Regions from separate parts of the Zea mays genome. Here regions 1 and 3 are each linked to region 2. A link is a contact called in public Hi-C data. All regions are on one chromosome and are shown on one strand. Each heading gives the region's core, a stretch centred on a gene start, on an enhancer-like site or on the middle of the called end of the contact. The rest is flanking DNA. Distances are from core to core; before and after follow the strand shown.

Region 1 (4,281 bases), core at 1,682-4,181, 150 kb after region 2:
ACTTTGACCAGCATTTTATGGAGCGGGAAGTGAAGCCCAGCTTTCATGAAGCTCCTGAAGACCACCACTTCATCACTTTCAGGGAGGGGAACGGTGTCTTCTCCCCCAGCCTTCACTATGGACACATCATGAAAATAATTGCCTTTCATCGCTTCAATTTGCCCTTGTTTGATAGTTGAATTCCCAAAAACAACATGGCTTGGCCTCCACGGCTGATCTTCGACATCTTCATTCTCACTCTCAATATCGAAGCTCTCGTTATCGCTTGAATCACTAGATAGCCCAGCTAACATTTCATTAGCGATTTTTTTCTACGTTGGTCCTTTCCATGGCTTCGTAGAAGCCAGCAATTGTGGGATCCACGCTTTTCTTATCCTCAGCCATTTCGGTGATGATCACCGCAGAAAGCCGAAGCTCAAAAACAATTGCACTCACAGAACATGAAAGCTAAAACGACAACTGTAGCACGAAAGCTAGATGGCACGAAAAATATCAGCAACACAACCTTCTATATATATACTCAGAGCCCCACATTTCAGTGGGTCCCACAGCTCAGAATGATTCGCTATTCTAGCGAAGGGAAGGTGTTTTTCGAACCTTCGGCTAAAGGCCTTCTTTCACTTCGCAGTCTAAATTTGTTGCAAAGGAACAATTTAATACTGCGAGGGGCTAACGTTGGGGGTCTTCATCTTCCGAAGGTCCTCAAAAACATAATTAACTATTTGCTTTCAGTATAAGCTATCACAGGGAGCTTCGTCTTCAGGATGGAAGTCTTTCCCTCATGATGAAGGCGTACGAGATGAAGATATGATCTAAGGATGATAAGAATAAACGCCGAAGCTATTGCCAGAGTGACAGCTTTGGCTCATGATGGTGATGAAGACTGATGATGGTGCTGACCGAAAGGGAAAAAGACTACTTAGTCCTTAATGATTTATGTTACGATCATAAGTAAATGTCAGGGAAATGTACTTTCACCCGGGCTGCGTCCGGTGACTATAAATATATGAACAGTAGCACCGTACTGTTCACGCTGATTTGTAATCTCTCTCGCATCAACACCTTCGAGCAAGCCGAAGGTATCAATGTGATACAAATTTTGTTGATGTTCATACATGTTTTAGATTGCAAATACAAATGAATTAATTGGATATACTTGCTATTCTCATCTCTTTGCATCCTTATTTATCTTTAAGATGATGAAGACATGTCCTTCATGACCTTCATCTGATGATCATTATGTCCATATGGAGATAATGCTTCGGAAGACGAAGGTCTTTTATACTTAACAATTGTGTTGCCTTGTTCTTGAATCACAACATTTGAGAACAAGTGACCAACAAGGCCCATCGTGGTCTTCCGTTGATGTGAATGGTCCTTGTTGTCCTTTGAAGAGTCGGGTGGTCGAACACAAACTCCTCCAACATCCTTCAAACTATACCTGCCACATTCATCGCACGCAGCACACACCGAGGGGTCAGAGAGCCATAATTGCATTAGCCATGTATAAGAATTCATGGGGTTTTGCATCTTGGCACTGAAGATTCTTATCAGGCTAATTTAGCTCAAAGCGACAAATGTTAGGGGCGACCTGGTTGGGGCTGCTTGAGGCGACCTGGGTTGGTCCCAACTTGGTCGGGGCGATTGAGCCAAGTCCAACCTAGTTGAGGTGGCTAGACCAGGGTTGCTATAGTTGGTGCAGACTTGGTGTGGGGAATTAGGATGACTAGGTCGGGCCCGACTAAGGTGTCTTTGGTCCGAATTGAGTTTTGTTGATGGCGCTCTTTATCTTTGAGCAATCTTTTGGGCCGTCTTGAGGTACCTCTGCTATAGGTACACAACATCGTGTTTTGTTTTAATTTAGAGTCTATAAAAAGTCGATGTGACATTGATGTGGTTGTAGGCTGACAGTAAAGGCTATGCACTAGAACGCTATGATGGATAAGGACTGATGACGATTGATAGTGTCGTTGATGGTATGGTCGATAAGTGACGTGACTGACACGATTGGATGTAGGCTTAGGCTAGCATGGTGGGATATGGTGTCAAAACGTATGAACAAAGTTGTTTTAAGGTTATTTGAATTAGTACAATGTTGCACGTTGTGATGGCACACAAATTATTCAATAAAATGTTAGTGTGCAACAATTACATGAAAGCGAACGACACATATATTATCATCGACCTCAATATCTCATAAATTATTTGTCAACAGTCAATCTCTACTACTATAAAACATTAATTTACACGTGCTTTAGTAGAACACTAAAGTTGGTTTCACAATCAGAATAGCATAACATGAAGTCCAACTTTTATGGTGGAGGATGGTACAAATCTACAAAAGAGAATTAAATGCAGGTACAATCTCAAGAAAAAAGTAGTTCGTGAAGAAGACATATGGTCTATCTGGTTTATCGGTTTGGTGTTTAGTTGTTTTGGTTTTAACAGTTCTCTAAAACCATTGCGTTAAGTACAATCTTGGTCAAGGTTAGCGTGGTAGTGGCCTGCTCAATCGGAGTAGTTAAAACCTGTGGAATTTTGTTGCTTTTGAGTAATGAAATTTGGTTAGTAGCTTTGCTAGATGTACTGAAGCATAGAAATGAGTCTGATGGACAATCTCAGTTGTCTTAGGGCTTGTTTGAAAACACTCAGTTTTTTTAAAATAGTTTATAAAAACTGAGGTAGTTCCGAGCATACTAATGTTTGTCACAGTTTATAGAAACTAGATTATTAGTTTCTTAAAAACCAAAAAATAGTCTCCATTAGCTAAAGATAGTTTATAAAAACTGAGCTGGTTCAAAATATTATTAACCAGGTTTTTTTTATAAACCAGCTTCTAAAAACTGGAGATATAATCTGGATTTTTAAAAAACTAGGTAACAGGCCTTAGTTCTGCTTACTTAACTTTCTGAACTATGTACGCTTGTTACGAGCTGAGCATTTCGGCTCAGAACATCAATTCTGCATGCAGACACCTTGACATCAATTCTCCAAGAAGTCGGTTATTGGAAGCAGACGAGAGGAGGGCGAGCGGAACAATGCCACTGCTCTTGCCAATCGAGGAGAAGTACCAGACAAGGGCGACATCGACGACAACGACGACGACGACACGCGAGATCGCCTCAGAAATCTCGCAACCACAAGGCAGCTGGCCTGCTGTTCTGACGACAGCCATTGCACGCACCAGCCAGAGAAGTTGAGGTTGCGCCTTCTCCTCTCGGGCTCGGGCTCGGTAGGTATATGCCTGCATTCCCATTCCCAACCAGGTCTGGTCTGGTCTGCTCCGGTCCGGTCTTCTCTCCCGACCCCGACCTGGCCTCCTCCCTCCCCTCTCCAGCAGAGCTCTCCCTCCCCCTCCCCCTGAGGTGAGGTGGCTGAAGTCGGGGGACATGGTTTCTTTCTCCGCTTCCTAAGATTCCTCTTCTTCCCCCCAACCCACCACCTACACCTTTTGCTGCGCCGCACCTGCACGGCCGCTCCATGCGCCGCCGTATCTCAGTCTCAGGTCAGCATCACCAACCGCAGTTCCACCTCCCGACCCCAGCCGCAATCTAGGAGGAGGGCCGCCGCTCTCCCCTCGGCCGCATCGCATGGTAACCACCACCAGCAGGGCAGGATGTTCAAGCTTCACCGCCACCGCTCCTCCGACCGCGTCGGCGAGCGCTTCGACTTCAGATTCTCCAACTTCCGCGCCGTCCAGGTTGGTTCCTTTCCTCTCTCTCTCTCTCTCTCTCTCTCTCTCTCTCTCTCTCTCTCTCTCTCTCTCTTACTCTCTTCCTGCTCTCCCTCCCTCCTTCCTTCAGGGACTAGCCGGCCGGCCAGCGGGGGAGGACAGACAGTACCAAAACCTCGCTTACCCGATCCGATACAAAAGAGAGGCCCTGCGATTACCACAAATTCTTCTCTCATATCTTATCTACTGGAGTAATCGCTTTGCTGCTTGCCTTTCATCTGCTGATTTGCTCTCTCCCGCTAGGCCAAGGCCGCTGCTGATGTGATGGCAGACACTCGTCATCCAACCTACATTCCTTCACCTTTGCTACATCAATGTAGGATCATGCTCGAGCTTACTGGAGTAGCTCGTATCGTACGAATTATTATTGTGCCTCCTTTCCTTGGTTACTCACGTCACGTCACGTGTGTGCCTACCTCAAAGCCACTCCCAAAAGGGAAGGCAAACGGGAAGCCGTGCTGCTTTGCTTGTACCAAACCAATCTCATATGCAAATCGCATTATTTGCTTCCTCTCCCAGTCCCCTCCCTCCCCTGGTGATTCAATGGC
Region 2 (4,304 bases), core at 644-3,143:
TTGTTTGTCTTTTGTCCTTGAGAATCTCTGTTAGATGTTTCCTGGCCTCGTCATAGAAGACAGATTCATCCTTGGATGACGTAATTATGCTACTGTTTTTTTCGGTTGGCCCATCATTTTTTCTTTTCTTTTGCCTACCGCTGTTTGATGATCTAAAATCCTTCATAACTGAAGATGAGAATTTCCCTTCTGAGGTCTGTTCAGCGAGCTGTCTGGTATCTTTTATTATTGTGAAAGCTGAACTGTTGAGCCAATGCTGACCTTTTTGGAGGTTATCTTCAGACACTGAGGGTATTCCTTTTGTAGCTTCACTAGTCACGATTCTGAATCTCCTTCTGACCTCCTTAATTGAAAATTTTGAGCTCTCGGTTGCACCTAGTTTTGGAGCTTGGGTTGAACTAACAGCCACAGCATGGCCGATCTCTCTCCTTGGATTTGGCTTCAGTATAACTATTTTGTTAACTGGCTGAGAACTACTGGTTCCTTGTGCAGTCTGCCTTGGTGAGGATCTTTCCTTCTTCCAGAAAAAGATATTCCTGCTCTCTTTACCATATCTCCTGGTGGCCAACTCATGCTGGTTCAGACTCTTTGGATCTTTGTTGGAGTCGGTATTATCTGCTATTTTTGTGGGCTCTAGATTGTTCCCTATCAGTCTGTTTTGGTTTCTTTGGGCGCTCTCCAAAATACGTGAATTTGACTTCTGAAAGAAAAGTTCGGTGTCTGAGCTTAGCATCTCCAGCGCATCTCTGAATTTTTTGGGCTGAGTTTTACTACTGCTACATCGATGTTTGCCACCAGCAGTATCATATTCGTCACCCCGTGAAGTTTGCTGCTCATAAGCAAATGTGCACGGAGGATTATCTAGCTCTGCAATCTTTGTTTGGATTAGGGCTTTCATCTCCGTACATAACTCCCCATTATTGTTGCAATTTCTATGGATCCGTCCTAAGAAATCTGCCAAGGCAAATTCAAGCTCATTTTCTTCTGCTTCTTTTATGCAGTTGGAAGCAGTGGGATCCAAAGATCCAGATGGAGCAGCCGTGGTGGTGATACCTCTGATGTGATTTTGGTCTCCCTTCTTCGCTTTGCTGTTTTGGGCTGAACTTTTGTCCAGGCAGGCACCATGTCCCAGGTCAGCTAATATTCTCTCAACCTCATCATTTGGAAGCTTCAGCTGTTTTAGCTTTCGTAGCTCGTCCTCCATAAGTCTTTTGACTGTTGGTTTGCTGGAACTGGGTTCCTCCATGTTCTGAGAAACATATATATAGGATATGCAAATTCTCAGAATATACGCTGTAACATGTGCACGCAGGAAAAAAAAAAAGAAAGAATGAGATAATGCATACATAGAACATAAGCTTGAAGAGCCTCCCGCGTGGGCAACTTCGGCGGGCGTAACCCTAGCCGTCGCCGCCGCCTCTCTCTCCCTTCTTCCCTCCGTCTCGCCGCTGCCGGAGGGTGCGCGCGGGCCCCGGAACGGTGACGGAGGCGCTCAGGCCCGCTGCCGGCCGGGCGCTGCTGGCTGTGCCGGCGACCGTGTTGGAGCCGGTGCCTGTGGCATTCCACCGGCATTTCGGGCACCGTATCCTAGTGGGCGCGAGCGGGTGTGAGGGCGAGGCGGCCCTACTCAGCTCTGTGGCCGACAGCGCTAGGGGCGCGTGGTTGGCGTCGGTAGGGAGTTGCTCTGTTCTCCCCTCCCGCCCACAACCGCGTCTCCTCCCTGGCCTCACCGGGGTCCGGCGGTTTTGGGGCCGTCAGCCTGGTTTTGGGCCCTCTCGCTGGATCTACGCCTTGGTGATGGTGGTTCCTGCGGAGAGGAGGGGTGGTGCCTACGTGGGCGTTGCGAGGCCACAAAGTTTGAGAGAGAGACGTCCAGTGGCCCGATGAGGTGCGTTGGCAGGGCTGCACTATGGTCGAGATGCTTGCGGCGGGGCTCTCCTCTCGTTTGGCCTGGCGATGGGCTGAGAGACTTCTTGGCCAAAAGCCATCGCAGCAATGGTGACGCTTGTGGTTGTGGATGCCACTTCCCCCGTCGGGAGTGTCGCATTCTTAACATTGTCTTCTATAGATAAAAATCCGATCTATCCCGAACAAGGGACGACGGTGACGTTCTACACGTCACTCCCTTTTTAAAGACGCCGCTGTTAAAGTTTGTCTTGGCCACAATGTCGTCTTGGATTGTTGCTTTCACTTCTCGACATCTGGTATGCGGATGGAGGTAGGGTTTTGCAACATAAAGCTGAAACTGCTGCATCAGAGGATGTGGCTCGACAACAATGATATGAGACTAAACCCTCTTATCAAGGATTGGATTGTTTCGTAGGTTGGGCAATTGCCGGGAGCGAGGCGGAGAAGCAAACTTGTTGGTGAAGAACCGGAGCTGCCTTGCGTGGAGTGTATTGAGGCTTGGCATCCTTTTGCGTCGATGTTTGGGTGTAGGAGTCGTTAAGTTCCTTTAGCCATGTGCGGCCTGTCTAGTGAAGTCAGAGCTGCTCATCCTTTACGTTGAGCTCGACAACGATGAATCTGAACGAGTTTTGTGTGGAGGGCTACCGTTGTGTGAGTTGTTTGTGCACTCTGTGTAGGTTTTAGACCCGATTTTCTTTAAAACTAGATCAATTCCGTTCTTTTTAATTGAAAGGCAGAGCTCCTGCTATTACGTTTAGAAAAAAAACTAAAATAAACAATTCCCATTTGAATGCTAATATACATGCAAAGTATGCAATCGATGGGGTACCCCTAAGCCCTTGTATATTGTTAACTAGAACCGTATCTGTGGGAGATATTGAAGTACACGCATGCCTGAAGAAGGACAACCATTCAACAGACTGTTGTATTGTTCAGCTAAACTTGTTTACTGATCTGGAGATTGAAGAACACACTGGCCATCGTGTATGAAGAGAACTTACATAATCGCCGTATTCATCTATTTCGTCCAAGTCCTTGGAATTCTTTCTTGAGTGGCCCCTTCGTCCTGCAACCATTCTGGGGTGCATAAGTACAAACTCAAGATTATTTGTTGAGCAATAGTACTTGAGAGAAACACTTACCAGAAAAGGCACTGAAACTGTGCCTTCTACTCCCTGGCTGCTTCCTGTCCAACAGGAGCTTATTGGCGTCATGGCGGGAATAGAACATGCGGATGAGGCCTGCCATGCAGCCTATGCTGCCGTCCTGGTGGCGTCGAATAAGGCGCTTCTGGCTTCTCTTCCCCATTTTCTTGCGATTTCTGAAGGAAGAAGAAGAGGAAAGGACGGAGGGTGCCCCCTCAAGAAGAAGGGAGAAAGAATGGGCCGGGAGGTCGGAGGAGGAGGATCGGAGCACATGCCATGCACAAGCAAAACGCACGCTACGCTACCTTAGCTTTTTTCCCCACCTGCACTGCACACTGCAGAGCGAAAAGGCGAGAGGGGGCAGGCAGAGATCCATCCAGCCATCCAGCCAGCCAGCCAGCCTTTTTGGCAGTAGTAATTTTGCCTCCGGCCTGCGCTATCCACATACGTCTCTCTCTCTCTCTTGCCTCAGCTGGACTCTTGTGTTGGCTGGGCTGGCAGCAACACCCCCAACACTCCACGGGCACGGCACTGCGCTACACCATGGAGAGTAAATAATATTCCTTTTTCCTTGTGCAAAGGAAAGGATTCATATGTCGCGCATCTGTGTAACCTCGGATTGGTTACCAACTCCCAGCTGCTACTCAGCTAATTAAAACACCACCGTTGTTATTATTCAGCTAAACAAAACACCACGATTGCGATGGATCATGAGTACCGTACGTGCGGTGTCAGGCAAATGCAGTGCAGGCCCACTTTTTCCCACTAATTTTTTGCCAGCCCAGCAGATTGCCAGATCCACCACCACCCACAATCACCTTACCCCTATTATAGATGATATAATAATCAACCAATCCATCCATGCTGCTCGATTCATTCCATCGCAACAACAAAACCACACAACTAACTATCCCTTTTTCTCGATTAGGAACTGCATCCATCCATCCATGATATATTGATATGAGAAGTAGCTAGCTACTAGTACCCAAGCTCAGGCGGCATGCAGGCCACAATGGCCTGCATTTCTCTTCTCCTCCGCTTCCTGGCCCTCCTCAGGATCTCCTGGCTCTCCTCCGCGCCCACCTTCACCAGGTCGCACTCACCTGCACCTGCTTGCACAAATAAAAGCCCACGCCCTTTGCTGTTCACCTCAAAGGCCACAATTCTGAAATGCTCGCTCCCTAGTGGCGTTTTACCTACCTGACCCCAGGGGCGCCGGCCTCAGGATCACGCAGGAAGCAAGGGCCTCGC
Region 3 (3,823 bases), core at 504-3,003, 250 kb before region 2:
AGGAAATCAATGGAGTGATTACTATAGCTAGTTTGATCCAGATAAAGTGACAATGACATTTGCAGAGAAGATAAAGTGGGCATAAAATATGGCATACCCTTGCGTACAACTCTGCATTCTCTGCAGAATTCAGTGATAAGCTCTTCAGGTGAATTAAAATCGCGAGCCCACACAGGAACTGAAGTAAGTGGCGCACTGCATGTGTTAATCACGTGAGTACAAATTTTTATGTGCCCAAACTCAAATCATGGATGGTCCACATATCTTCACAAAAAGGAGGGACCAAGGGCAGCAACAGAACTAGGTAGTGGCATTTTTTTACTCCCTCCGTTTCTTTTTATTTGTCGCTGGATAGTGTAATTTTGCACTATCCAGCGACAAATAAAAAGAAACGGAGGGAGTATTAAACAACCAAAAAAAAAAAGAAGACACAACTTACTCTGTTGATGTCCGCAGCAGCTCATACACCATGTCAGTCTGCAGTTGCACAAGGGTAAGGAAACGAGGCACATGAGACATGAGCTATAGACTGGAAAAGATAAATAATAAACCCACCTGCAAAACATTAGGCAAATTGAGCCTCTGAGCAAGTTGTGTAGCGATTGTTGATTTTCCAGTACAGGCAGTTCCACACACCAAAATTACTAGTGGAACCCGTTGATGATGGAACCTGCACGAGGTAGGGGATGAGCACATCAGAAACATGTAATTTGAATGCCGCTGGTGTAAGAGAGAAGAGTTTCTTTCTATGCGAATGTAGGATAAGCACAAACATCGTGGTTTTTTCCTGGAATACGCAGGAGAGCTGTGCATCTTTGTATTAATAGAAGAATAAGAAAGGGGGGAGAGAAGCAGACTACTATAGAGAAGCAGAAGATGTATTTTTGGCCACTGCAGCAGAGTACCTTGTCATCATTTTATAGCGATTTATATACTCCTCTCCGTATCCCCGTTTTTCCATAAGCTGTGGAAGGAGGGAAGTTATAAGTTTGTGTAATCGGCTGAGGAAGTAGCATGCAGCAGGGAAGGGAAGCAGGAAGGTACCTAACCTTGAACAGATTAGCCTCTAGATCACTCTGGGATCTGTAAAATAAGGAAGTGCAGGAGTTAGAGAAAAAAAAAGGTACTAGCATACAATATAACATGTTGAAAGCTAATAGGATAGTTAGATGGTGGGGGAGGGGAATGGGAGAGAGGAAGAAGATGCATATACATACACATCAAGCAGGCTGTTGTCGACAAGCAGCTTCTTGAGCTCAAGGGCAATCTTGATGGCGACATGATTAGGAATCTGTGTGTTTTGTTTAAAAAATAAGAGCAAATACAAGGGGAAGGGAGGGTTAATTGATTGATGGATGGATAAAGGAAAGAGGAAATTAGTAGTGTACCTTGGTGACTGTGAGCATCCTGCTGAGGAGGAACCTGGAGAGGACGTAGTAGTGGTCGGCGTTCTCCCCGAGCCAGACCTTGACCTTGACGAAATCGTACTTGGAGGAGGCGTTGCGGGAAGGGATCGTCTGCGTTGCGGACGAGGCGGCGGCATCACCGAGGTCGGGGGGCGGCAGTGGGTCGGGATCGGCGGGTGCTGGGTCCTGCTGTTGCTGCATCGGGTCTGGGTCTGGCGGGGCTGGGGCTGGGGCTGGGGCTGGGATCGGGATGGTGATGATAGATGGATTTGGAGAATGGCGCGGAGACGAGACTAGGAAGATGAATCATCAATCGACTCGAGCTCGAGAGACGCACCAAGTCGCAGAGGATGGAGGGATGCGCCTCCTCCTCCTCGTCCTCCCGGACGGAGGAACAAGACAGCTGGCTGGGCCAGGCACAGACCGCCTCCCTCGTGTCACGTCAGTTGCCACCGCCGCACTCGCTCACTACACGTGTTTTGCTTTTACACCGTCCATTCGTCCAATAAAATACAAGAGAACACATAACTTTTATAAATTTAGACGGCTAATTTATAAAATAAACTAGTTTTCACTTTTTTAAAGCTTTGAGTGACTCGTTTTCAACTGACCCACCATTATAAGCTTAGATAGTCAAAATACATCAAGACTTGATCAAAATTATAAATACGTATAGCATAGAATAAGTATAATAAAAAAAAACCAATAATACTTAATTAATGTTATAAATATTGTTATTTAGTTTTAGTCTAAATTAATATGTTTTAAATCTTAATAAAATTAAAATAACTTGTAATTTAGGATGTAAGAAGCATATTTCGTTTCCTGATTTATTTGAACGAACAAAATATTTATCTCCTATCTATTTTTTACCGTAATAAAACCAACTATTTGAAACTTAACACTCGAAATTTAGAGCTGACGGTATATGTATATGTATGTCGGTGTAATTATGAATGCACAGCAAAATATGTGATGGAAATTGGTAGAACATACAAACCAAATTGATACAGTCCATGCGCGTTACCAACGAGTCCGGCAAGACGCGGGTGGCGGACCACGGCAGCCCGACAAAGTGTACAGCCCAATTGTCCAGTTCGACTATCTAGCTACTTGTTGTATTAGACACATATATACTACTACATGAAGATACACATACATACATACATACACGCTCCAATAATGTCAACAATTCCAATCAATTATGCGTATATAATAGCGGTAACAATTTTTTTGTATTTCAATTAAGAAGAAAAAAAATTGATCTAGTTTTAAGTGAAACGACCGAGCCTAAAACGACGCACAAACAACTCAGACAACAGCAATCCGCGAGATATATGTGTTCACTGTTCAGTCACACTGCACATACATATTAATATTATCATGGGAGACCAGAGATTATTATTATCATTATCATTATTATTATTATATATATATATATATAAAAGGTCCGAGCAGCCTCACTGTTGAGTCACACGAATTCACCAAATATATCATGACATCCGTCCCATTTCCGCTGCTGTCGTGCCTCCCAGTAACCTCCCACATAGCGGAATGTGTCATCATCCCTTCGGAACCATCTTGGTTTCCAACCATTGTCCTGCATCTTCCGTGACTGCAGTGAAGAAAATCCAATTACATAAGCTTTTCTATTCTATTTGTCGCCAAATATTCGAGATGCATGGGCATACCATCCGTTGCCTCCTCTCCAGTCGCAGCTTCTCAGCATTGGCCTTACTATACTCCCCGTTCTCTACATGTCGCTGATCTGGTCTGAGTCTTGAATCCGTTGGTGGAAGGCTCTCCTAACCAGCAGCAATTCAGAAGTGGCGCTAACAACAAAGGAGGCATCATAACGACCTATATCTACCTACCTTGAGTTCTGGAGTCAACTCGTTCAGAGTTATTGCGAACGATGAGAGGTTATAGCGAGTGGGATTAGTCGAAGCTTCATTTTTCTCCCACAACAGAATCACATTCTGCCCTGATGCGCTGCAGTACATCCTCTCATCCCACTTTCCCATTAGGCTTGCCACCGTCGAACCATCACCGTCCTTAACCAATCCTTCAACCTTGCATACATACAGCTACATCTTAGTAACATCCATCAAAACGATTCCAATGGGATGCTGCATTTCTTTTTACCTGCCGAGGGTTGCGCTCAACGAAAGATTGCCGTTTGAAAATCAGCTTGCATGAATATCCCCTGTTCCCAGTTATACTCATCGTTCCATAGTGATTACAATAAATTTGACCAATGATAACGTTATTAATTGTTGTTGTAACCTGGTATACAGATTTTAATTAATAAATAAAAATTATACAGATAACACACTGCATAATAAAGGGTTCAGTGAAAATAAAGCAAAGTATATTTACCTTACTCCATTGGAAAATTTCTCCATCATCAAATTCTA

Evidence for each region. Hi-C and Micro-C count contacts between places; a contact is called where the count stands out from the background.
Region 1: a Hi-C map of seedling shows a contact between it and region 2, with 5 times the contacts expected there. The contact joins the promoter of LOC103639615 here to the promoter of LOC100384533 in region 2. A contact is called at or near these places in 6 of 25 Hi-C or Micro-C datasets (ear, leaf and seedling).
Region 3: a contact with region 2 is called in a Hi-C map of tassel, with 2.2 times the contacts expected there. The contact joins the promoter of LOC100383156 here to the promoter of LOC100384533 in region 2. A contact is called at or near these places in 3 of 25 Hi-C or Micro-C datasets (ear, endosperm and tassel).

What each region holds. Positions count from the first base shown.
Region 1 is chr9:161,193,735-161,198,015 of Zm-B73-REFERENCE-NAM-5.0, reverse strand. LOC103639615 (paramyosin) reads left to right here and starts at 2,931. Exons shown (of 9, transcript XM_008662350.3): 1 at 2,931-3,700. The coding sequence starts at 3,617.
Region 2 is chr9:161,343,137-161,347,440 of Zm-B73-REFERENCE-NAM-5.0, reverse strand. It overlaps LOC100384533, which reads right to left and starts at 1,893. Exons shown (of 5, transcript NM_001177051.1): 1 at 1,347-1,893; 2 at 1-1,249. The coding sequence starts at 1,355. It also overlaps a transcript of LOC100192912 not described here.
Region 3 is chr9:161,596,501-161,600,323 of Zm-B73-REFERENCE-NAM-5.0, reverse strand. LOC100383156 reads right to left here and starts at 1,753. Exons shown (of 14, transcript NM_001175821.1): 1 at 1,389-1,753; 2 at 1,218-1,291; 3 at 1,050-1,083; 4 at 906-964; 5 at 556-670; 6 at 440-477; 7 at 98-195. The coding sequence starts at 1,607. It overlaps LOC100192056 (putative oxysterol binding domain family protein), which reads right to left. Exons shown (of 9, transcript NM_001137479.1): 5 at 3,786-3,823; 6 at 3,552-3,692; 7 at 3,281-3,478; 8 at 3,098-3,211; 9 at 2,744-3,021. The coding sequence ends at 2,878.